Linked DNA regions of Pan troglodytes: region 2 is linked to region 1. A link is a contact called in public HiChIP or PLAC-seq data. All regions are on one chromosome and are shown on one strand. Each heading gives the region's core, a stretch centred on a gene start, on an enhancer-like site or on the middle of the called end of the contact. The rest is flanking DNA. Distances are from core to core; before and after follow the strand shown. Region 1 holds the start of DNTTIP2 (deoxynucleotidyltransferase terminal interacting protein 2). Region 2 holds the start of DR1 (down-regulator of transcription 1).

The links. HiChIP or PLAC-seq counts read pairs in DNA pulled down with a chosen protein or histone mark.
Region 2: an H3K4me3 HiChIP or PLAC-seq map of stem cell-derived excitatory neurons shows a contact between it and region 1, with 4 times the contacts expected there. The contact joins the promoter of DR1 here to the promoter of DNTTIP2 in region 1. A contact is called at or near these places in 1 of 7 Hi-C or Micro-C datasets (stem cell-derived neural progenitor cells) and 1 of 1 datasets of contacts at active chromatin or transcription factors (stem cell-derived excitatory neurons).

The regions. Positions count from the first base shown.
Region 1 is chr1:137,297,622-137,303,529 of NHGRI_mPanTro3-v2.0_pri, forward strand. DNTTIP2 (deoxynucleotidyltransferase terminal interacting protein 2) reads left to right here and starts at 2,824. Exons shown (of 7, transcript NM_001280405.1): 1 at 2,824-2,951; 2 at 4,166-5,760. The coding sequence starts at 2,880.
Region 2 is chr1:137,826,099-137,832,006 of NHGRI_mPanTro3-v2.0_pri, forward strand. It overlaps DR1 (down-regulator of transcription 1), which reads right to left and starts at 3,132. Exons shown (of 3, transcript XM_001154876.8): 1 at 2,000-3,132. The coding sequence starts at 2,219.

The sequences.
Region 1 (5,908 bases), core at 1,574-4,073:
AATAGTACTGGTTACCGTTAAAAAATGTGGGGGTTGGGGCATTGACCCCCCTGCACAGTTGAAAATCCACAGATAACTTTTGACTACCCCAAAACTTAACTACTAATAGCCTACTATTGACCAGAAGCCTTGCAGATAACTAGTTGATTAATACATATTTTATATGTTGTATATATTATATATTGCATTCTTACAATAAACGAGAAAAGAAAATTTTAAGAGAATCATAAGGAAGAGAAGTGGAAGTGGATCATCATAAAGGTCTTCATCCTTGTCTTCATGTTAAGTAAGCTGAGGAGGAAGAGGAGGGGTTGGTCTTTCTGTCCAGGGGTGGTGGAGGCAGAAGAAAATCACTGCATAAGTGGAACTTCCCAGTTCAAACCCGTGTTGTTCAAGGGTCAACTGTATTGTATATACTATATATACCTAAAATTAAATATACTGTATTTGCCCTAAATCCACTTCAGATAAAGAAGATAGGCAAAGAATATGGCAAACCTGGTAAGCCCACGTAAAAACACTTCTTTTTTTTTTTGGCCTATGGTAGATTTGTTGATAGACCAGCTCAATCTTCTCATATTATAACTATGTACTGACAATTTTAGTATCTTATGTTTGTTTCTTGACCTTAGATTGTATATGAGTTGGTTTTCTCCTTTCTTTTTTTTTTTTCTTTACTTGAAAGGGCCATGCTTGCAAGTGAATATTAGACATTGCATGATTTTCTAATATTCTCTCCAGTTTTCTACACCTACCTCTGTCATCTTAATTTCTATTTTCATGCATTTGCTCAAATTAAAGATGTGGAGATTAAATGAATGAACACATGTAAAGCACGTAGATTAGTATCCAGCAGATATTAAGTGGCCAATACTATTATGATTGATGCTGTTGTTCTTTGATACTTTGATCTCCACAACCTACATCCAATTGGTTCACTTTCCTTCTACACGATTTGTCTGCTCTTCAAATCTAACCTTTCTCTTCTGTTCATCTTCTTACATAGTCTCACTGCTACTTGGCCCTACTAAAATTTATTTTTGCTTCTTACCACATTTGCCACAAATGTTGATATAAACCATTTCCATTCTTCTGAGATGTATCACCTACTTACAGAGGTTATTATCTACCCAAAATCTTCTCTTCTTCACTCCACTTGAACATACTTGCATTCACATTCTCCTCTCTGTTTCAGATATCAACACTTTCCTCCTGGCTCAAAGGAAGGTGCATTCTTTTCTGACTACACCCACATCTCTGTTTATTATCCAGTTCAGTTAGCATTAGGCTCGGCTGCAAATAGAAAAATCTCTAATTAACAGTGGCTTTTAACAAGGTGTTTCCATCAGGTGAAAAATCTAGAAGGCGGCTCTTGAGGGCTCATAGGGCAGCTCCACAAGTTGATTTTTCCATCTCACTGCTATGCCATCTCTAAAGCATGCCTTCATCCTTATGGCACAAACTTGCTGCCTGAAAACCAGCGAACCCAACTTTCCAGGAAGTAAAATGCACTTTAAAAGATCAGGAGGGCTGGGCGAGGTCGTTTAGGCCTATAATCCCAGCACTGTAATCCCAGCACTTTGAGAGGCCGAGGCGGGTGAATCACCTGAAGGCAGGAGTTCAAGACCAGCCTGCCCAACATGGTGAAACCCCGTCTCTACTAAAAATACAAAAAAAAAAATTAGCCAGGAATGGTGGCGGGCACCTGTAATCTCAGCTACTCAGGAGGCTGAAGCAGCAGAATCGCTTGAACCCGGGAGGCGGAGGTTGCAGTGACCCAAGATTGCGCCATTGCACTCCACCCTGGGCGACAGAGCAAGACTCCGTCTCCAAAAAAAAAAGTCAGGGACGGCCTCCTCTCTTTTAGATGCCATCCCTAAAGACATGCACACAATTTATACCTAATTGGCTAAAACGTAGTCACATAGCCACATTTGGCTGCAAGAGAGACTATAAAATAAGCTATTTTAAGCTGGGAAGCAGTGTGTCCATCGACACAGTGTTCTGTGACTTTAAATTAAAAAATTGGTTTTCTGTCATAAAGAAGTAGAGACTAGGTTTGGTGAGGCACTCATTCATCCTTTCTCACCTCCAACAATAATTTGCGTTTACTTATTTTTTCAACCCCTTCCCATCCCCTCAAACATAGTTCTCTACCTTTTATCTCAAAAGATAACCAAAAAAACCTCTTGATTCTGGTCATACTCTTCCTTTCACTGTAACAATAACAACAACAACAACAACAAAACCTTATTCTTCTCCTTTACAATTTCTTTAACGTTTTTTTCTTTTCTGCTATTCCCAATCCCTAAACACCATCTCACGTTATACAGCTTTCCACTTCGTCTCCGAGTTCCTGCGAGCACCTTATATCCCTTTTACCCCAACCAAGTCCTTAAATTTTATTTATATTTAGCGTCACAATACACGAGTAAATATTGTCTTTTTTAAAAAAGCACAAATATCTCAAACTTCTCCCTTGGACATACCAATGGCTACATTAAGCTCTTTAGAACGTAGAAATGAAAGAACGCCTCCCGGGTTCAAACGATTCTACTAAACAAATGAAAGAACGAATGGCATGTAAGTGCGTTTTTACAATTCATGTGAACGGGTACGCTAAGACCCTCTGTCACTGCGGGCTTCGCTGCCCCGATGAAGGTCTTTCCCAGCAAAAATCTGGCTTGCCTTCTACAGCTCTGAAATGCACACTTAAACCCAGGCCCTTTGTCTCTGACCGCCCTGGCCTGAACTGGCTGGGCGGAGATTCTCGCGAATTCTCGGATCTGCGCGGAAAACGCGCTCGAGGCAGTTCTCTGACGCATTTCCGGAGCGCCAGGGAAGAGGGAAGTCGTGGTGGTCGCGAGGGAGCCGGAAAGATGGTGGTTACCAGATCTGCACGGGCTAAGGCCAGCATCCAAGCCGCGTCGGCTGAAAGTTCCGGGCAAAAGGTAGGAAATCCAGTCTTCCCTACTTCTCGCCGCTTCGCAGAGCCGCGCTCAGGCAGGCGGGGCGGCGCAAGGGTCCGGTTAAGGGTGAGGACCTGCCGACAGAGAGGACCCGAGCTTGCCGCACGCTTGGGTCTCCCAGGCCCAGTGCTAAGCCTGTCACGGAAACTGTTTAGCCCTCACCACTGTCTCTTAAGGCAATTTTTAGTATGGAAGAGAGGTTAGATAACTTTATTTGGGTCGTTCAACTCCTTAATGCAGAAGCACAGTTCGAACTTTTAAACCTTACTGTTAACACGGTACCAAGGAGGGTTAATTTCGGCCACCAAGCACAAGCCCCATTTAGGGGGGCTGGAAAAAAAGCTTCGTTTTCACGTGGGGAGGCTGGCAGCTGTCCAGCATCACCTCCTTAAGGCGTGAGGAGGGCTGTGGTGTCGTCGCCTGGTGACTCTTAGTGGCGTTAGTCGGCTGTCTCATTCTGACTCAGCGATGCAGGGAACGGAGCGGCGGCGATTTTTTCCTGTACGTAAAGGTAAGGGCGGCGACTGATTCCATCAGTGTGTGCCTAAACACATCGGTGTTCAGAGTTAATATTCCCTTTTTCCCCTCTTCTATAGGTGGGTCAGAATGTTGGTCTACCCGTTATATTTGACTTTAAACAGAAAAATTTTAATTGTTCTGCTTCTGAAGTTACATCTAGGAAGGATGAGGCTAGTGAAGTAAATGCAGGGTTGGATCCAGTGTTTAAATTTTGATTTTTTTGTTTGTTTGTTTTTGATTCGGAGTCTTGCTCTGTCACCCAGGCTAGAGTGCAGTGGCGCAACCTCGGCTCACTGCAACTTCTGCCTCCCGGATTCCAACAATTCTCCTGCCTCAGGCTCCTGAGTAGTTGGGATTACAGGTGCGCACCAACACGCCCCGCTAATTTTTTTACTTTGAGTAGAGATGGGGTTTCACTATGTTGGCCAAGCTGTCTCGAACTCCTGACCTCGTGATCCACCTGCCTCGGCCTCCCAGAGTGCTGGGATTACAGCCGTGAGCCACCGCGCCCGGCCAAATTTTGATTTTTTAAAAATCATGAGTTGGGCAGGTTTTTTTGTTTTTTGTTTTAAAGGTAATCTTGTTTACTGGGTTTTAGCTTTTGGGGTCAGTATTTCATTTGTTTTGCCCTTGTTCCAGCCCTACCTAAATTACAGTGTGTTTTCTCTGGTTTGCAGAGTTTTGCTGCTAATGGGATTCAAGCACATCCAGAAAGTAGTACTGGATCTGATGCCCGAACTACTGCTGAATCACAGACCACTGGGAAGCAAAGTTTAATCCCTAGAACTCCTAAAGCTAGAAAGAGGAAGAGCAGAACTACAGGCTCACTACCAAAGGGAACTGAACCATCTACGGATGGAGAGACCTCTGAGGCAGAGTCAAATTATTCTGTGTCTGAGCACCATGATACCATTTTAAGGGTAACTAGGAGAAGGCAGATCTTAATTGCATGCTCCCCAGTGTCCAGTGTTAGGAAAAAGCCGAAAGTAACTCCAACAAAGGAGTCTCACACTGAAGAAATAGTGTCTGAAGCAGAATCTCATGTTTCAGGTATTTCTAGAATTGTGCTTCCCACAGAAAAAACTACAGGAGCCAGAAGAAGTAAGGCTAAATCTCTGACAGATCCAAGCCAAGAATCTCATACAGAAGCTATATCTGATGCTGAGACATCAAGCTCAGACATTTCATTCTCTGGAATTGCAACTAGAAGAACCAGGAGTATGCAGAGGAAATTAAAGGCACAAACTGAAAAGAAAGATAGTAAGATTGTACCAGGAAATGAGAAACAGATCGTGGGTACACCTGTGAATTCAGAGGATTCAGATACCAGACAAACTTCCCATTTACAAGCAAGATCTCTTTCTGAGATAAATAAGCCAAATTTCTATAATAATGACTTTGATGATGATTTCTCCCACAGAAGTTCAGAAAATATATTAACAGTGCACGAACAGGCCAATGTTGAATCTCTTAAAGAAACAAAACAGAATTGTAAGGATTTGGATGAAGATGCCAATGGAATAACAGATGAGGGGAAAGAAATTAATGAGAAAAGTTCTCAGCTGAAGAATCTTTCTGAACTTCAGGACACTAGCCTTCAACAGTTAGTTTCTCAGAGACATTCAACCCCCCAAAATAAAAATGCTGTATCAGTGCACTCTAATCTGAACTCTGAGGCTGTAATGAAATCATTAACTCAAACATTTGCAACTGTGGAAGTAGGCAGATGGAATAACAACAAAAAGAGCCCCATAAAAGCAAGTGACTTGACAAAGTTTGGTGATTGCGGTGGTAGTGATGATGAAGAAGAGTCCACAGTTATAAGTGTCAGTGAAGACATGAACAGTGAAGGGAATGTAGATTTTGAATGTGATACCAAACTATACACGTCTGCGCCCAACACATCTCAGGGTAAAGATAATTCTGTCTTATTAGTTCTCAGCAGTGATGAAAGCCAACAGTCTGAAAACAGTGAGAATGAAGAGGATACTTTATGTTTTGTTGAAAATAGTGGCCAAAGGGAGTCATTAAGTGGAGACACAGGAAGTCTGTCATGTGACAATGCATTGTTTGTAATTGACACAACTCCTGGAATGAGTGCTGATAAAAATTTTTACTTGGAAGAGGAAGACAAGGCAAGTGAGGTTGCCATTGAGGAAGAAAAAGAAGAGGAAGAGGATGAAAAAAGTGAAGAAGATTCATCAGACCATGATGAAAATGAAGATGAGTTTAGTGATGAAGAAGACTTCCTAAATAGCACAAAGGCTAAACTGTAAGTTTTTCCTTTATTTTTATAAGTTTTTGATACATGTATTTCAAGTGGTTAATTTACCATAAAAATATGAAATGTTAGCCTGGGGAATGAGAAAATCACTGCCTTGGGTTCTTCATGGAATGGCTCTTCTATCCAGCATTTCCCT
Region 2 (5,908 bases), core at 1,882-4,381, 530 kb after region 1:
ATGAGATTATAAATGTATAAAGTCTACAACCCCAACTAGGGAGAATTCTTGGGCGAAAATGTAGATTCTTATCCACTTTTAAGAATAGCATAATACAAGAAAAAAAGGTAAATTTTTAAATTTAAGGTAACACGTCAATACATGATTTTTAAAAACAAATCATCTTCATTACACAATGGAAATGCTTTTTCACTATAGCTTTCTGACTTACACATTAAACTGAATTTAGCATATTCCAAAGTTGAATTATTTAGCATACTGCTTGCTACAGCTGCACTTCTATTCCATCATGTCAATCAGAAATCTAAATATATCCTAGAAAAGAATCAACTCTCCCCAAGAAGACAGACTGTAATGTGTTATTAGGTTTTTGGAACGATCCCCACTTCTGTAGTGTAAACAAATGTTTAGGCAGACCCTGTTGAAATCTTTTGCAATTTTCATTAGAAAGGCAATGTTGATAAAGGTTCTTTTTCCTTTTTATGAGTTGTAAAAAGAAATTATAGCTATCTGTGCTGGATAATCTTGTGAAAGACTTATGACAGCAATCACACATACAATGTAAAAATAAATACACAAGGGAAAAAATAGACAACTTGGCTTTTATTTTACTTGCTAGAGTATTCAGCACACCAAATAAGCAGAAAAAAAAAAACTAGTACTAGTTTTAAGAACCAAATATGCTTTTTCCTAGGGATTTTTCTGCTTGTGTACTGAAATGGCAGGATATATTTTAAAACTACTTTCAAGACGTCATAAAGGATTAAAAATGAATCATTTAATCCTTTTGTCAATACTGACAGTAAAATATTGGATATGGTCAATATAAGCAGATGTGTTCTCTACTTCAGTACAACAGGAAAGTCACATTTTAAAAAGTTAAATTATAAAAATTAAGTGATAGACAACCACCTGCCTATCAAAATGATTAAAATTAATCATTTTCCCCTGATTTCACAAGCAATCAATCATTTTAATTAGATTATTACGAAAGGCAAGTTCTCACCTCAAATTGAGTACAACTCTTTCACAAGAGTACATGTAAAAATATCGCAAAAGGTACGTTCCCGAAACATTATGAATGGTAAATATGTTTCTCCTCTCTGAAACCACCAGAATACAGTCCCCCAAATCCCTATTACGGGACCAAATCCTTTCCAGGATAAAAGAAACTGTTGAAGTTTTCAGAAGTGCTGTTCCATAAAAGCCTATAAGTGTATACATTCAAATAGGAATGACAGCAGGAAAGGACGGGGAAATTTTCCGTTAAAAAAAAACTTGCATAAACTTTCAATCAAAGATTTCAAAACTTATCTCCACAGAACAGAACAAAGCAAACGACATAAAAGCAAACGGAAAGAAAAAAACGAAAATTTAAAGTTCACCCTATTCTTACAGAATGGAACAGGAGTTCTTTAGTAACTCATTCATGAACGTACCATCAAACCATTTTTAGAGCAGAAAACATACACCTTTTATTTAACAACGATAAACTTGACAACGTTGAACACATTGTATGTTAAAAAATTTTTAACTCATGTGTTCAGAAAATAAATCTTTTCCTCTACATTGGTGAAAGCTCAGGTGGGGAAGGGGGTGCTCTGTCTCCACCCATGCTTGAAGTTCCTCCGTCTGAATTTTAACTTTCCAAAGGAGAATTTCTGCGTTCCTTAATTATTATCTAAGTTCAACTTCAGGCAAGTAATTCTTGTTGCTTCGGCTTACCTGGCTGTAAAGTGAGATCACTCTTATTCTTTACGTTTTCGGGACGCTGACCTAAATGTTTGCACTCCTTACATGTATTCGCTGGATGAAAAGTACTGCAAAAATGCTACAAAGGGATTGTTTTTAAAGCACCGGCTGCCTACATGCCAGTCTGGCTTTTTCATTAAGTTACTTACCAGGGAAGAGGAATGGAGGCTTTGACACGAAAGGGTCACGCGATTAGCAGACTGCTACCCTAGAACCTCATTCAAACCAGCTCTCACACACGACTTACCTTGTATGACATGCTCTGGTGAGATGGTCTTCTTTTCCGATTTGTTACAAATCTCATTGGCTTCAGAAGATATAAGGTGAATGAATTCAGTGCAGCAGTTCACCACCAGCTCTCGAGCATCGTTGGCCACCCGGACATTAGGAAGAGTCTCTTTGATCATTTTATTGATAGCAGCTCTGGGGATAGTGAGATCATCATCGTTGCCAGACGAGGAAGCCATAGTACCTTCCTGTTTCTCGCGCCCCGGCTTTTAAAAACTCCCCAGCTCTGGTCCACTACTCCACCGAGATTTCTCAAAAAGTCGCCCTCGGAGAGTGATCCCGGGGGGTGCTTTGCGAAGAGGGTGCAGAAAATGAACGGAGGAGCAGCTGGCTTGAGGGCTGGGAACACTCGCGTGTGTGAGAGATTTAGGATGAGTTTGGGAAGAAAGTGGGGGCCCGAGGATTCTAGAGAGAGCACAGCCCAGGCTGAGGAGGGGAAAGCGAGGTGGTCCGGAAATTTGAGCGGCTGGGGAACCACCTTCGTGTCTCCTCAGAGGGGCGGGCGCTGTCGCCTAACTGGTCCCCAACGGCGTCGGAGCAGAGGCAAGATCCAGGGGCACTGGCCTCGCCGCGGTACCGGGCGGGTACCCAGCGGGCTCGGCTCTATAGAGCCCGAGGCCCCGCTGCCGCTGCCGCCGCCGCCAGCAGCCGTTGCCGCCGCCTCGGCCAAACCATCCTTCAGACGCCCGCGCCGCCGCCTCACAACATGTCCGCCGCTGCCGCTGCCGCTGCCGCTGCTGGAACGGCGACGGCCGCCTGGGAACTAATATGGACAGAGCCAGGCACAGTGGGAGTCGCAGTGGCTGCCGCCGTGGCCGCGTAGCCCGAACGCAGATCGTGGAAGCCGAAGCCGCGGCAACGGTGGTCCCTCCAGATGCCAGGAAAGGTTTGCAGGAAGCCGCTCCCGACACCCTTTGCGCCACCGGAAGCCTCGTTCCCTCAGATTTCCCCCTCCCTCCCGGACCGACTTCCGGGTGTGGCTGCCGCCCTTCCCCCACCGACGCCGGCGGGAGCCGCCCGTTCGTGCTGCCAGCAGCTTCCGCCTGCTGCGGTCCTGGCAAGCACCTCGGGATCCCATTCCTTCACAGGGACCCTAGCCAGGCAAGCGCGCGCCTCACTGTACCGGAGAGCTCCAAGCACGCGCTTGGTCTGGGGCCCGGACGCTACATCTGGGAAGGGGTGGGTGGCTGGGTAGATAGGCGAGGATCGTCTCTACCCTCTCTCAAGTAGCTGAGGCCTCCGAAACCTTCCCTAGCTGGATTTGGGGACAGAGGAGCGCTGGTATTGATAAAATAACTCTCTTTGCTATTCCTTTAGGAGCCCAAATGAGGATTGAAAGCGAGAAGAATGGGACCTGGGCTTGGGGGTGGGAGGTGGGGAAAGCAGAACCCCGTGTGCCTGTTTCTGCGTCGTCTGGAGAAAAAGCTTTTCAAGATGTCTGATAGACCTTATTCGGTTCAAAGCTCTCTAAAGTCCTCCACCTTTTTTTTTTTTTAAACTTCATGGAAAATGAAACATTTCAGAGAAGTTACTTGCCTAGAGGCAGCTAAGTCGCCTAATGGCTAAGTAGGAAAGTAGAAGTCAGTTCCAACATAGTGGAAATGGAGTGGAAATGCATGGCATACAGTGAGCTATATTAGAAGGTTCCCATTTAGACAGTTTTCATGTTGTATTCCATGTTGGCTTCTACAGGGGGAAAAAAGTGTTAGAGCATCTTAAGCAACTGTTTTTGCTTCTTTCCATAGTGACTAGTAATATCAACAGGTGTCAAGGTCTAAACAGAAATTGCATTAAAAAAAAAAAAAGTGTGTCAGCCGGGCGTTGTGGCTCATCATACCTGTAAACCCAACACTTTGGGAGGCTGAGGCAGGGGGATCACATGAGCCCAGGAGTTCAAGACCCGCCTGGGCAACATAGTGAGACCCGTCCCTACAAAAAAAAAATATATATATATATATTATATATATAAATATATAATATATATATTTTATATATTATATATTTATATATAAAAATATATGTTTTTATATATAAATATATATATATTTTTATATATATATTCCAACATCCCACTGTTTATAGTATAGCCTCTTCTATATGACAATATGAAACACGGGTTTTTTTTTCACCAGGCTTGGTGGCAGGCACACGTAGTCCCGGCTACTCTGGAGGGCGAGGTGGGAGGATCGATTGAGCCAGGGGGTCAAGGCTGCAGTGAGCTGCGGTTGTGCCACTGCACTTCCAGCCTGGGTGACAGAGCAAGATTCTTTGTCTCAAAAAAGATATAAAAAAAAAAAAAAGACAAAAAACTGAGTCTGTCATACTGTCATGTGGAAGAAGAGGCTATACTATAAATAGTGGGATGTTGGAATTTCTAAAAACTAAACAAGACACCGTTGAAATCCATTTTGTCACTTTGGTTCATCAGATTCATTACTCTTGATACATATGATGGCAACTGACTTGTTGACAATGTTTTCTTAAAACGTTCTGTCTGAGCCCTATATGCTGCTCTCAAGAAGACATTACAGTTTATTATGCTATTTTTTCATTTAGCATTTTCTGCAGGACAACTTACTGGTTCTTTAATTTCTGAAGTGTAGACACTTGTTTTTCAGTGCTACTAAATTTAGTCAAAACAAAATTTCTTTGATTAAAAACAGTATTTTAATTAAATTTTCTTCAGGCTGGGCATGGTGGCTCATGCTTGTAATACCAGCACTTTTGAGAGGCCAAGGGGGGCGGATCACTTAAGCTCAGGAGTTCGAGACCAGCCTGGCCAACATGGTGAAACCTCACCTCTTCTAAAAATACAAAAATTAGCTGGGTGTGGTGGTGGGCACCTGTAATCCCAGTTACTTGGGAGGCTGAGACAGGAGAATCGCTTGAACCCTGGAGGCAAAACTTGTAGTGAGCCAAGATCGTACCACTACACGCCAGCCTGGGAGACAGAGCACGACTCTATCTCAAAAAAAAAAAAAAAAAAAAACTTCATGAAGTGGTGGGTTTGTTTTTTTTTTTGTCAGTTTACTGTTGATTTAAAGATTTATTATGGTGCCTAAATTTATCTTGACCTTAACAATTTATCCGTCTGAAAAAGCTGGCTGGCAAAAAATGTCCCAAGTTGTCACAGTGTCACTGACCCATATCTTGTCTCTCCTGAAAAAACTATAATAACTTTGCTTTTTCATGTAACATTTATGTTTATAGACTTATGCTAAATAGACGAGTAGAGCACACATTATTTCAGTAATAGTTTATTGCTACAGGCTTCTGTGGTAGCATAAACAGAATTGAATGTGTAGTAAGAGTTGTAGGTTCCACTCCCAGCTTTTTTTTTTACTTAGACAAGTCACTCTCCAAGCCTCATTTTCTTCAGTTCAGATATAGAAATATTATGTAACACACAGGATTCAAAATCAAATGAGAGTTGTGTGAAAGTACTTTTTATAGTATGAAGTGTTATATAATGTTAGTGTCTATTATCATCTTTATCAGGCTTGGTCAGTCTTCAACTAGTAATGAACCATGTAACTAGTTTATTACATACGTGGCTGAGAGAAATTTAATTGGATATAAATACCAGTGTGATATGTCATAAAATATGCTAATCTGTAGCCCATATTTAAATAGTTATTTATAGTACACTATATGTATCTGTATTATAAATAAGCTTTTAAGGACAAAGAGAACATCTCCTTATTAAGCTTTAAGAGTTTCAGAGAGAATGCATATATATGAAACATTTTTTTTTCATGTTGTCTAGGTGTGGTAGTGCACACCTGTGATCCTAGCTACTTGGGAGGCTGAGGTGGCAGGATCACTTGAGCCCAGGAGGTTGAGGCTGCAGTGAGCCATGATCACACTA